Linked DNA regions of Mus musculus: region 1 is linked to region 2. Evidence: chromatin contacts called from public Micro-C data. All regions are on one chromosome and are shown on one strand. Each heading gives the region's core, a stretch centred on a gene start, on an enhancer-like site or on the middle of the called end of the contact. The rest is flanking DNA. Distances are from core to core; before and after follow the strand shown. Region 1 overlaps Map2 (microtubule-associated protein 2). Region 2 has its middle 62 kb from the start of Gm51629.

Region 1 (6,147 bases), core at 2,428-4,927, 190 kb after region 2:
ACAGAGTATTATTGTCATGACTGGGGGCACTGAGTTTCTTAATAATCACTTCACCCTTTGGTCACCCTGTTCCTTTAAGTTGGCCCTTTATATGTTTAGAGTTGAAATTTTACTTTCATGTGTAACTATGGAGTTAAGTTTTGGAAGGATTATTAGGATAGTCTCTGGCAATGCCAGTATTGCTCACATTGTGAACATGCCATCTCCTGTTGGCTGCTGCAACAACACCATTGCTCAAAAGGTAAACACACACCTGCTTAGTTCTGCCTTTGCAGCATGAAAGCAGCCCTTGTCCTCCTGGGGATGAATGGAAATGGCTGGGTACCAGCAACATTGGACCTGGGAAAAGAGATGCCAGTAGGATGCAGCTGTCCTATGATCTGCAGCTTGCTGAATTTTGCTCTAGAGAATTCTTTTCATCTCCTTGTTATAAGGGTAAAAGACAAACACACACACACACACACAGACACATACACGATATATACTTAAACACTCATACACATGCATGTATTCTTTTTGAAAAACAATAGCACTTTCAGAGATTGAAGGAAAATATTGAGTTCAAAGAAAATGAATATGATATTTTGTTTTAACACTCATTTGTTAAATATAGAAGTTTCTTTTAACTGAACAGGATCAAGAGCTCTGTTCTACCATTTTATTTTTGTTCTAAAACCAACCTAGAAGGCTGGAACGGTGATGTCCTTGTTATTCGTGCACTCTCGAGGCAGAGACAGTCAGATCTATGTGAGTTCTAGGCTTGCCCCAAACACAGTGAGTTCTGGGAAAGCCAGGAAGCTAGGGCTATAGAGAGAGATCTTTCTCAAAAAAACAAACAAGAAAAAAAAAAAAAACTAAGAAAACAAACAAAGGAAAAACCACTCTAAAATTTTACTTGTCATCTAACTTTTAAGTAGCTACAATTCTACATAAATGTCTCCTCCTAGTGATTCTGTCGTGGATGGATTATAGATAGATAGATAGATAGATAGATAGATAGATAGATAGATAGATAGATAGATAGATAGATATAGATAATTAATAGATGTGTAAGAATATTTGCCTGTTGGTCAAAATTTTTGCACACAACGTTTTGCCCCCTAGCCAATCCAGATATTTTTCAAAAGAAACAAAAGCAGTGTGCCAGGATTTTAGTAGTCATTCTTGCTAAAATAATTATTAAAGTATGATAAGTAGGGAAAAATTCTACCATGTTTCTTTTTGGCTAGAACTTTCTTTATCACTATTTAGATGTCAAGCCTGTTCCGTTTAATTATCCAGCAATAGACATACTTGCTTTCATACCCTGTGAGTGTTCATAAGTCAAATGAGCTAATAATAAAAAACACTCAATACAACCAATATTTGTTGCTTTGAAACACTCTTGTCAGCTCTCCCACATTTATGTGAATTTACTGTTTAAAGGTCCAGATAGGCAGTGGATAGATATTTCAGTGGTAGAAATTTGTCTAATATGCCTAAGGCCTAAGGCTACATTTGATGTCTGGTACCATAATCAAAACAAAACATTCCAGAACAGACAAAAGAAGAACCAGTTGGTGCATATCTTCTGCTTGAATTTTTTTCTGGATTCTGAAGCTGTGTAGAGGCTGTCTATTGGGGTCTCACGGTTTTTAATGGTAACATGTTTTCCTTGGGTATGGGATAGGGTGTATTCTACTGGAATGAACACATATCAGTCCTGGGGAAAATTCATGAATACACACAGCTTTACAAACCCAGTATGGAAGAGTGGGACTGGACAGGAATTTGCACACTGTACATTTTTGTAGTCTTGCCCACAATGAGGGTGGCCTCACCTGTGTAAGACAGAAAACAGGCCTGAAGCCTTCCAGTGATGCTGTCCATCTCCTGGAACCACTTTAATGGGGAGCCTACATGACCCTCGGTGGCATGGGTTCTTGTTTTTTGGTTTTTGTTTTTTCAGCAGAATCCAGAGTGACTTTCAGGTTTTGGAATGTCAACATAAATTTAGGACTCTATGGAGAAATTTTAATTAGTTATTTAAAAAATCCCTCTCCATCCTGTGTTTCATGAAATCAATGCAGACTGGGCTAGAGGCCCAGTCTTTTTTAAAGCTTGCTGCATATAATTAACAATTATGAATATATTCTTTGGGGAAATTACACAATCTTCTACTATTTATTAGCTGAGAACAAGTCATAATTTTACTCTTCCTTGGATGTTACTCTTATGAAACACTGTTAATGTGGCATAGAAAGATACAAAAAGCATTCAGTAGCTTATACATTACTGCTCTGTGTCACAGGCTTGAGACAGTGCCCAGCCGGTCACAAATAAATATTAGGAAAGCGATCTTGAAATCTCATAGTTACCCAAAATCAAGAGAAAACTCATAAATTTTTTCATGTTGATAATATTAGCATGTGTGGGTCAGAAATTAGCTCATGAATTTTCTTTTTATTTTAACAGAAAGAAGCCAGAACATACCACCAGCCGTTTGAGAATACAACATAGCAAACTTCACTACTTTACAACTTCCTTGAATTGGTAAGACCCTATTCTCTCTACCATAAAAAGTGACCCACCCTTATGAAAAACACTTCACTTCTTTGCTAACCATGGTTTTTTTTTAATTTTGAATTAAATCCCAATCTATTTTTGAGGAAGAAATACCATTTTGAATTTCACAGTTAATAGACTAGAAATTATAAAATACCTCTTCAGAGTTTTTAAACTGGCTAAATGAAGTATCTTGCTTTAAAATGAGGATTGAACCAAGCCCCTTTCTTCAGCTGTGGCTAACCATAACAATATTTCCTCTCTTCCTATCAATGCGCTAGGCATGTGCCTGTATGACTTTATGTAAATTAATTAATTTATTTCCTTACATCAGCTCTGTGGGGTAGGTAATAGATGTTTTTAGGTAGGGGCATGAGACAAAGTGATGAGAGACAGAGCTCACCAAAACTCTACACATGGGAGAAAGAAGCCTAAAACTGTGCACACAGGAGAAAAAGCCCAGCCTCAGTGGTGATGCAGGGATAGTTACCTGAGGAGGAAATGCCCAGGAATCATTGCCCCTGCATTTTACATAAATTCCCTCTGGATTTACATAAGAAGGTAACATTTGCTGAAAATGCAGGCAATAAAAAGCAGGTACAATTATATGTTCACCTGCCACATATCTAATAACTGCATGAATACATACGTGAGCACTCTAGGTCACTTTACAAATAGAAATTACGTTTTCTTTTTCTTTGCACGTTTTCACAGAGAAACTTTAAAATAAAGTCAGAATAAAATTATACAGAGATTTCAAGAGAGTGATCAACCATTCCAGAAAGTGCATTTGAGCTTAGGTCTGACTTGTTTCTATTAAAGGTATTGTGCTATCTATAACTGGTCACAGCATTGTTTACTTTATCGCTTTTATTAATCCATTAATTTAGTTTTGAGTGAAAATTTCATAATGTTTTCATTGCAAAAGGCTAACAACACGCAAATACCGAAGCACTGCACATAGATGACACAGCTGCTCACACACATGAAATTTCACACCGAAATTCTTTTCTGAATAAACCATGACAGGAGGAAAAGCACTCTTTGCTTTCTTCTCACGTCCCTGCTCTCCTCCCAGTGAGGGTCGGGACTGTAAAGGTGCACAGTGGCCTCTGTGTGTTCTACCAGGTGTCAGACAAACACGTTACAGTTCTACCGACATTCTGAGTATACAGAGCTGCTGTCACACTGCAGATGTGGCACTATAAGTCACCGTCACTCAGTTGTATTTAGATGCAGGCATATTGGCACAGAGATTGGTTTGGCTCTCCTTCCAGCTGTTACCATGGTTACTGCTTTACATATTACCCTCTGGTGCTTATTATTACGTCTAAATATCTTACAGCACTTTAACGATTCAATGCTAGCATGGCTTTAGCGTGTCTTATAAAACGTATTCAGAATTTGTGCATAAGGGAGCTGATGCTTTCTCTATATGACACCATGCCAAGCCCTTGTATGCTTTTTTGTTCCCCAGCTGGAAACACATCTTTTAATTGGCATATGAGGATTTTACTAATCTCTTGCGACCCATGATTTTCACAGTTCCACCATAATATAATAATCAACATAGGTTTTATTTCACCATAGGTGAAATTCTGACTATTCCCAAACATAATATAGCTACTACAAATGAAATTTGAAATACTTAAAAGAAAACTACATTCTGGGAGGTCTGTGTTATTTTCTTACAATTCCTTAAAACAAATAATTACAGGAGTAGTTTTAATAGAAATTATTTTTTAATTATTTTCTAACGTGAGAGTTAATTCTAGAATTTGCTCATATGTACATAGTTGTTTATCCCACAGTATTTTTAGGAATTTCTGTGTATATCGGGGGGGTTGTTAAAAAATCAAGAAGAAGTCTTATTTATCAAAAATGATATCTTGGAAAACATGAAGCTCCATCCAGTGCCCCTTCATACATAACCATTTCTTCAGGGGTTTTTAATGTAGGGATGTTATTCAATGCCACATGATCACCTTTGACACCTCTAACACCTCCAAATGAAGGATTACACAGAATGGAGTAATCACAGTGGAAATATTTCATAAATACCATCCTTTGTTCACTAAGGGTGCTAAGTACTATATTGTGCAAATTTGAAACTACATATTTCCAATATAACACATGCAATCTCAAATGTAAAGGTAGATCTTTGTCTCTGAATTGTATTCTATGATTCCAATGAAGTCAGCAACTCTTTTCACACAAAGCTCTCTGGATATTACAGTGCACTGTTAATCACACTGAAAATCAGCTTTACTCTAGCTTCAACCACCTGTTACAGGCATATGGTTGACCTCTTTAAGCCCCATAGAAGAGCATTACAGTACTTACAGCTGACCAGATATTAGATGGCAGACAATTGTCATCGTTTGCATCGCCCAACATCATCTCAACATGGTTTCCTCCCTCTGATGGCAGAGACTATATCACATTCTAACCTTTGTCACCAGCACCTAGGCCACCACCTCCCAGGTAAGCTTTCATTTGCTGGAGGGAAGACTGGGTATCCCAGGGTTCCTGGGGAACATAGCAGGTAGATGCTTTGCCCACAGAATACCCACAATGCACATCAGCAATGGCTGGTACCTCTTAAAGGATTCATTTGTCTTAGCAGAACCTCCTGCTTTTGCGGAGCTTAAGCACTTTCCTGGTTTCAATCCATAATTTTTCTGATTTTACAGTATTTTGAAAAAGTTTTGTTGCTTCTTTTATCATCTCAGCTCTTAATTTATGATATAAAAAGTTCCCAAACTACATAGGCAAGTTAGGAATAAGGCACCTATATGGATATAAGGAGAATATTAGAAGTCTAAAAAAATATATGTATTGTTCTTGAAGTCGTTTAACTACAATTCAACATAACTTTGATTATACATTCATCAGAACATTTATGTCTTTTTTTTTTTCATTCATAGCTGGAGGGAGTTTATCTTTTAAGAATTATTTTGTGTAAGTGGATGAGGATTTTAGTCTAACAATATCCCGAGGAGCTACACTTGATGACTATTTATACTGCTCAGAGCACTTGACAACAGAATGATAAACAGTATGGCCACATTGCGCCAACCATCCGCTAACAAAAAGAGGATGACAACCTGGTATTCCTTCCATCTTCTCTGAAGATGAGCGCCTTGGCTTGCACTGATCACTGCCTCACACAGATTGTCTATGCATTCTACAGAGACAATTTACAAGATGCATTATGCATTCTAAAATAAATTTGATTGGTAACTTTAGGATGTTTGATGGTACTTTGGCAAAATACGTATTCTACTCTGTGCCAGGAGCTATTGATCAACCTGGTGGCGAGGTCTTCTAGCTGTTATGGATCAAGAGCTAAGCCTTGGTGAGGTTTTTAGAGAAGGATCAATACTTAGTTATCTGGAGACAGGGAAAGGGAGAGTTGCCCACGTCCTCTGGCAGGAGTTAAAATAACAATGACAATCCTCCTACGTAACAGGCTGAGTCACTAGAACATTCTTCTGCTTCCTCAGCAGTCCCCAGCAGATTGTTTGGGCTGGAGTTCTGGAGGCAGAGGTGGGAGCCACCTGCTATAAAAGACTGCTGTGACCAAAGATTGTCTTTTAACAG
Region 2 (5,816 bases), core at 1,526-4,025:
GAGGTGGTGCTTTGGGAAAGTAATTAGAGTTATACAAGGCCATCAGGATAAAATCCCATCACTGAGGACTGGTGGCCAGATGACAAAGATAAATGCACTCCCTGTCTCTTGTTGGGTGGTGTCTTGTACAGTCCTGGGATTTTGCCACCAAGAAAACCATCATTAGATGTTGACCCTTGATCTTGGACTTCAGAACCATAAGCCAAAATACATTTAAAAAATGTTTTCATGGTCTGTGATATTGTGTTATTGGCAAGAATAAGGGAAATAAACAAATAAAGAAAAGGGAGGGAGGAAGGCAGGAAAAAGTGAAGAAAAGCAAAGAAGATGAGTGAAGAAGCAGTTTTGAAAAATACAAAGTAAATACCAAACCTGAAGATTTACATCTTAAAGTAATTTTAATTATAATGAACAGAAATGGAGAAAACAGAGCAAAAATTTCAAACTAAATTAAAAACAAAACTCGATGTCATATGCAAATTATATGTGCCCTAAGAAAGCAGGAGAGATTAAAATAAAAAGGGTGTGTAAAGGTATGACTTTAGAATTCTACCAGAAAGTTGATAAGATGCGACGACTGAAGGTGAAGTGGGAGCTGAGTCATAGGCACAAGAGAGAGAACTGTCTCATGATTATGGAATAGCCAACGGAGAACTTCCACAAATATTCAATAGCCAATGCATTTAGAAAGGATGATCATGTCTCCTTTTTAACATATCCTCAGATGAGTGAAACGAGATGGTTAAACCTAAAAGAATAATAATACAAAGTGAAAGATTTCAATATATAGTCCTCAGAAACTAAAACAACAAAAATAAAACCAAAGATAAACAACAAAACAAATCCTAGAAAATTTTAATAAAAAAAATTAAAAATAAAAAGAATTGAATTGCTAAGTATATAGACCACAATGACATAAACATGAAAATTGCATGCTATTTAAATCATATTTAAGTGTGAAAGACTTTGGACAAAATTGTGTGATCAACTTGCCAGGCAGGAGAGGCAGTACTGTTACATGGGTAAGCACCCATTCTTTGAGTTTAAGGTCCTCTGTACCAAAAGTAATCCATTCCTGGATCTGGATAATTGGTCAGCAATCCATGACAGGTGATAATGAACTGAATATTGCCTTTTGATAGTCATACAGTCAGTAACAAATGCAAAAAGACCAGGCAACCTTAAAAATATACTACCTGAAACTATCCAGGCATAAAGACCACATTGTATGTGATTTCATAGATTTGAGTTTAAAATACACAAAAACATAAACAGAAAGCAGATTAGTATATCTTAGAGGCTGAGGGCAGGAGAACAAAGAGCAGTGATTACTGTGGGATTTCTTTTCGTGTGTGTGTGTGTGTGTGTGTGTGTGTGTGTGTGTGTGTGTGTGTGTGTGTGTGTATGCATGTATGTATGCACTTGTGATCACCTGGAGGCCAGAGGTTGACTTCAATCCACTTAAATGTGTTTTTCTCCATTTCCCTCTTCCTTAATTTTCAAGACATGGTTTCCCAATGAAGTTGGAGCTCAGTGAATCTGAAAGACTGGCTGGCCAGTGAACCTCAGGGACCTGCTTGTTTCTAACAATTTAGACTTGAGATTACAGGTGACCACCATACTCAAGCTGGAATACATAGGTTCTGGGATAACACCACAGTCCTCATGCTAAAAGTATGGCATGGAATACATGCTACATAATTGTTAAAATGTGTGGCATTATTATATTAATTTTAGTGGCTGGTTTTGAGTGTCAACTTGACACAAACTTGGGGTCATCATAGAGGGAGGAGCCTCAGTTGAGGTAATGCCTCTACAAGATCCAGCTTTAGGGCTTTTCCCCCAATTAGTGATCAGTGGGAGAGAGCCTAGCCCATAAAGGATGGTGCCATCCCTGGGCTACTGGCCCAGGGTTCTATAAGAAAGCAGACTGAGGAATCCTTGGGAAGCTAGCCAGTAAATAACACTGCGCCATGGCCTTTGCATGTGCTCCTACCTCCTGGTTCCTGCCATGTTTGAGTTCTTGCCCTGACTTCCTTCAATAATGAACAGCAAAATGGAAGTGTAAACTAAATAAATGCTTTTCTCCCCAACTTGCTTTTTGTACTCAGGGTGTTACATCACAGCAATAGAAACCCAAACTAATACATTAATATTATTCAAAGTAAATTTCATCAAAACCATATTACCAGAAAAGGAGGAAAATGAATTATGATAGGTATCAATTCATCAATAAGATGTAAGAAGTCCTACATGTGTATTAATAATGATTATCACACATGTGCACTAAAAGGATGCATTTTATTTTAGTTGTAGAAAATGCATGTTGGAAATTTTTAATGGAAATAAAAGGAAATAGGGACAATTATATAATTATAGCTGTGGATTTCAATTCTTGAGATTCCATCTGAGAATTAAAGAAAGCAGAGAGGATATCAATAAGTATGTCAGTATAAACAATACCGATTAATGAACATTTATATAACAACCCATTTAGCAGCCAATTGTACAGTTTAACACATTTATAGGGATATATTTTGCATGTTAAAAATTTTCTAATCATCTGTAATCCCAGCACTTGGGGAGTAGATGCTCCTGGATCTCTGAGTTCAAGATCACCCTGGTTTAGGACAGCCAGGGACACACAGAGAAACCCTCCCTCAAAAAGCAAGCAAATAAACAAACCAATCCACCCTCCCAGTACAAACGATATTTGATGAGCACTGAAGAGCTCAGTGGCGTGCTCCCATTCCAGCTGTGGCGCTCTAGAGACACCACACTGAATTCCCACGCTAGTTATGATCAGTTGCTGTTCCCACCCCTGGCCTTGGCCACTAGTGATCTCCTTGTGGGCTTGGCAGCTTTGCTTTTTATAAAATGCCATTCGAATAAAGTCACACAGGAAGTTCTTTGTATCTGGCTCCTTCAATTTAGCAAAATGCCTCAGTGTTTATCCTGGTTGTTTCATGTGTCAGTGTCTGGGCCCTGAGACAGCACTGTGTCCTAGCACAGAAATCTGTCATACTTGGTTCATTCAACTTCCTAAGTGATAGATGTTTGGACGACTTCCATTTTTTGAATATTGGATGTTATGCTCCTATGAGCACGAAGATTTTTTTTTCTAGGCTAAGTGGATGAGAATAGAATAGTTAGGTCATGTGGTAGGTATATTCTTAAGTTTTTAAAGTGGACTAAAAGCTATGCAAAGTAGATGCTCACTTCTGTAATCTTATATTAATCTACAATCCCTAGGGTTTTCCCTGCTCACAGCCATATCAGCACTTGACATTTTTGTTTATCTTTTGAACTGAACACATTTTAGTGTGTATTAGTAACATCTTGTTGCAATTTGAATTAGAATTTCATATTGATTCATGATACGAACCCTCTCTGTATGTTCTTAACTGCTGTTATTATACCCTTGGTAGTGAAGTGCCTGTTATAATATTATTGTGATGGATAATCAGCAATATGAATAACTGTCTCATTTTTAATACATAATGGGGATGTTTATCTCCTTAAACACTACACAGTGAGAATTCTTTATAATTTCTGGATATATGTCCTTTATAAGCAAAATAATTTGAACATATTCTTTCCAATATTGTTTGCTAAGGTTTTTAATAATGAAGCCATTTGAAAAACAAAAGGTTTTAATATTGATTTGTTCATTTTGTGGGAGGAGCTAATGGTTTTGGAATTATAATTAAGAATTCTTTGCCTAATCTGAATCCATGGATATTTTCATCTGTGCTTTGACATGGTCTTTTATATAGTCTTCTGTATATAATATATGTGAGTCTCGGATACATTCTCAGTGAACTCTTGATAATACCACAGAGAATATCAATGATGTTAAATGCCACACATAAAATAAATTTTAAAAATAAAAATAAGCTTTAGCACATTTAAGAGAATGACATTATGAGGATGTAGCTTAAGGTGTGAGGTCCTGGGTTCTACCCTTGTATTTAAATAAAAAAGAATTCAATCATGTAAAGTACATTCTCTACAACAGCTGAATTGAATTTGAAATAAACTGTTGGTATATTACCTAGGACTCTGAAGGGGAACAGTAGGATATGTATCTATGCATACAAGTAGATGAATCATGGAAATGCCTTGTTGTGGAGGTTGAAGAGTGCTAGCATCATCCATTTGAAAGTTAGATAACTATGTGAGCCCTTGACACAACTCTGCTCCAGCCTGAAGTCTGTAACCAGCCTTGGAAGCACAAGGGGGCCTATGAGTTCCATCTTAGAACATGTAGGTCTAGAGCAGAAAGATATGGTGTCCCAACTGAAGACTGAGAGTCATTATGCCCCTCTTTCTGCTTTCTGACCTAATGGGCTTCTTAGTGGGCCTATGAATGTGATCTTTAAGAAAACTAAATGAAAATGAAGTATTCAGTCAATAGATTTTCAAAGTTTTTTTTAATGCATCCCTTTCAGAATTTAAAACAAAACAAGACAAACAAACAAATAAACATCCTATATGTGGCAGATAACTCAATTAAAAGTTAGTCAATTAAAACTTATTCCTCGCTGGGCGTGGTGGCACATGCCTTTAATCCCAGCACTTGGGAGGCAGAGGCAGGCGGATTTCTGCATTTGAGGCCAGCCTGGTCTACAAAGTGAGTTCCAGGTCAGCCAGGGCTACACAGAGAAACCCTGTCTCGAAAAACCAAAAGAAAAGAAAAACAAAACAAAACAAAAAACCCCAAAAAACAAAACAAAAACCCAAAAAAACTTATTTCTCAAGTAAAAAATTAAAGAGCAAAATAGACCCAACAAAACATGTGAAATAAGAATAGTCAATAGATACAAGGAAATACTGAAATTGTTACTTATCAACAAAATGTGATTTCTCAAGAACTTTAGTTTGTTGGAATTCTATGGTTTTTTTCATTTCTTAGGTTCATTGAGTATAATTATAATACATATTTTAAAAAATTTTTTCACTAATTTCAACAACTTAATTACTTAAGAATTAGTTTTTGTTGATTTTCTTTTCTTTGAAAATGGGCCACATTTCTAGTGGGTTATAAGCTGAATTATTTTACAGTGTGTTTCATATTTTTCAAATGTTGATACATAGCCTCTGAGTTTTACTGTCCAAAGCCTTCACTGCATCTATTGATGATCACGTGACTTTTATCTATAAGTGCATTTGTGTCATTGCATATACGTTTTTAGACTTAAATATGTTGAACTCTCCTGAATCTCTGTAGTAAAGCCAAATTCTCTGTGATGAGTGATTTTTTTTTTGACATATGCCTGTACTGAGATTTCAAGTATATACTGAGGACTTTTGAACTTATGTTCATGAGGGATATTGGTCAACAATTTTCTTTTGGGGGGAGCTGTGTCTTTACCTGGTTTTAATATTAAAGCAATACTGACTTCATAGGAAAAGATTGGAAATGTTTTGTTGTTGTTGTTATTCTCTGCCTTTCTTCTTTATTTTTTTTTAATAATTAAAGAAACTGGTTGTAGTTATTCTTTGAAAATCTGGTAGAATTTGTCTGTGATTCTTGGGTTCTTTTTAGTTGGGAGTTTTGTCTTTTACCGTTTCAGTCTCCAAAACTCTTACTTGTCTATGGTTGATCTCTCCTGTCTTAACGTTGCTGATTTGGTTGCATTGGGAGATTTGTCGATTTCTTTTATATTTTCTAATTTAATGGACTATAGGTTTTGAATTATTCCCTTATAATGTCAAGAAATATGTATATATATATATGAATATGAATGAATATATATATGAATGAATGAATATATATTCTGTGCCCTCTTATGTGATTTTCTTTTCTGACTGTG

The links. A called contact is a pair of places that touch in the nucleus more often than the background predicts.
Region 1: a contact with region 2 is called in a Micro-C map of muscle stem cells, with 2.5 times the contacts expected there. The contact joins two enhancer-like sites. A contact is called at or near these places in 4 of 39 promoter capture datasets (the C10 cell line, HPC-7-derived erythroid cells, hippocampal neurons and 1 more), 1 of 484 Hi-C or Micro-C datasets (muscle stem cells), 4 of 115 datasets of contacts at active chromatin or transcription factors (embryonic basal ganglia, embryonic forebrain, embryonic hindbrain and 1 more) and 3 of 9 other capture datasets (adipose tissue, liver and pancreatic islet).

What each region holds. Positions count from the first base shown.
Region 1 is chr1:66,359,749-66,365,895 of GRCm38.p6, forward strand. It overlaps Map2 (microtubule-associated protein 2), which reads left to right. Exons shown (of 15, transcript NM_001310634.1): 3 at 2,455-2,532. Among named protein-coding and RNA genes, the nearest start is that of Map2, 41 kb to the left of the region's middle. Within about 2 kb of position 3,678, at least 24 of the 459 cell types and tissues checked have an H3K27ac peak or open chromatin away from gene starts, as enhancers often do. A contact at or near this core is called in muscle stem cells, where this site is marked.
Region 2 is chr1:66,166,091-66,171,906 of GRCm38.p6, forward strand. No RefSeq gene overlaps it. Among named protein-coding and RNA genes, the nearest start is that of Gm51629, 62 kb to the right of the region's middle. Within about 2 kb of position 2,776, at least 14 of the 459 cell types and tissues checked have an H3K27ac peak or open chromatin away from gene starts, as enhancers often do. A contact at or near this core is called in muscle stem cells, where this site is marked.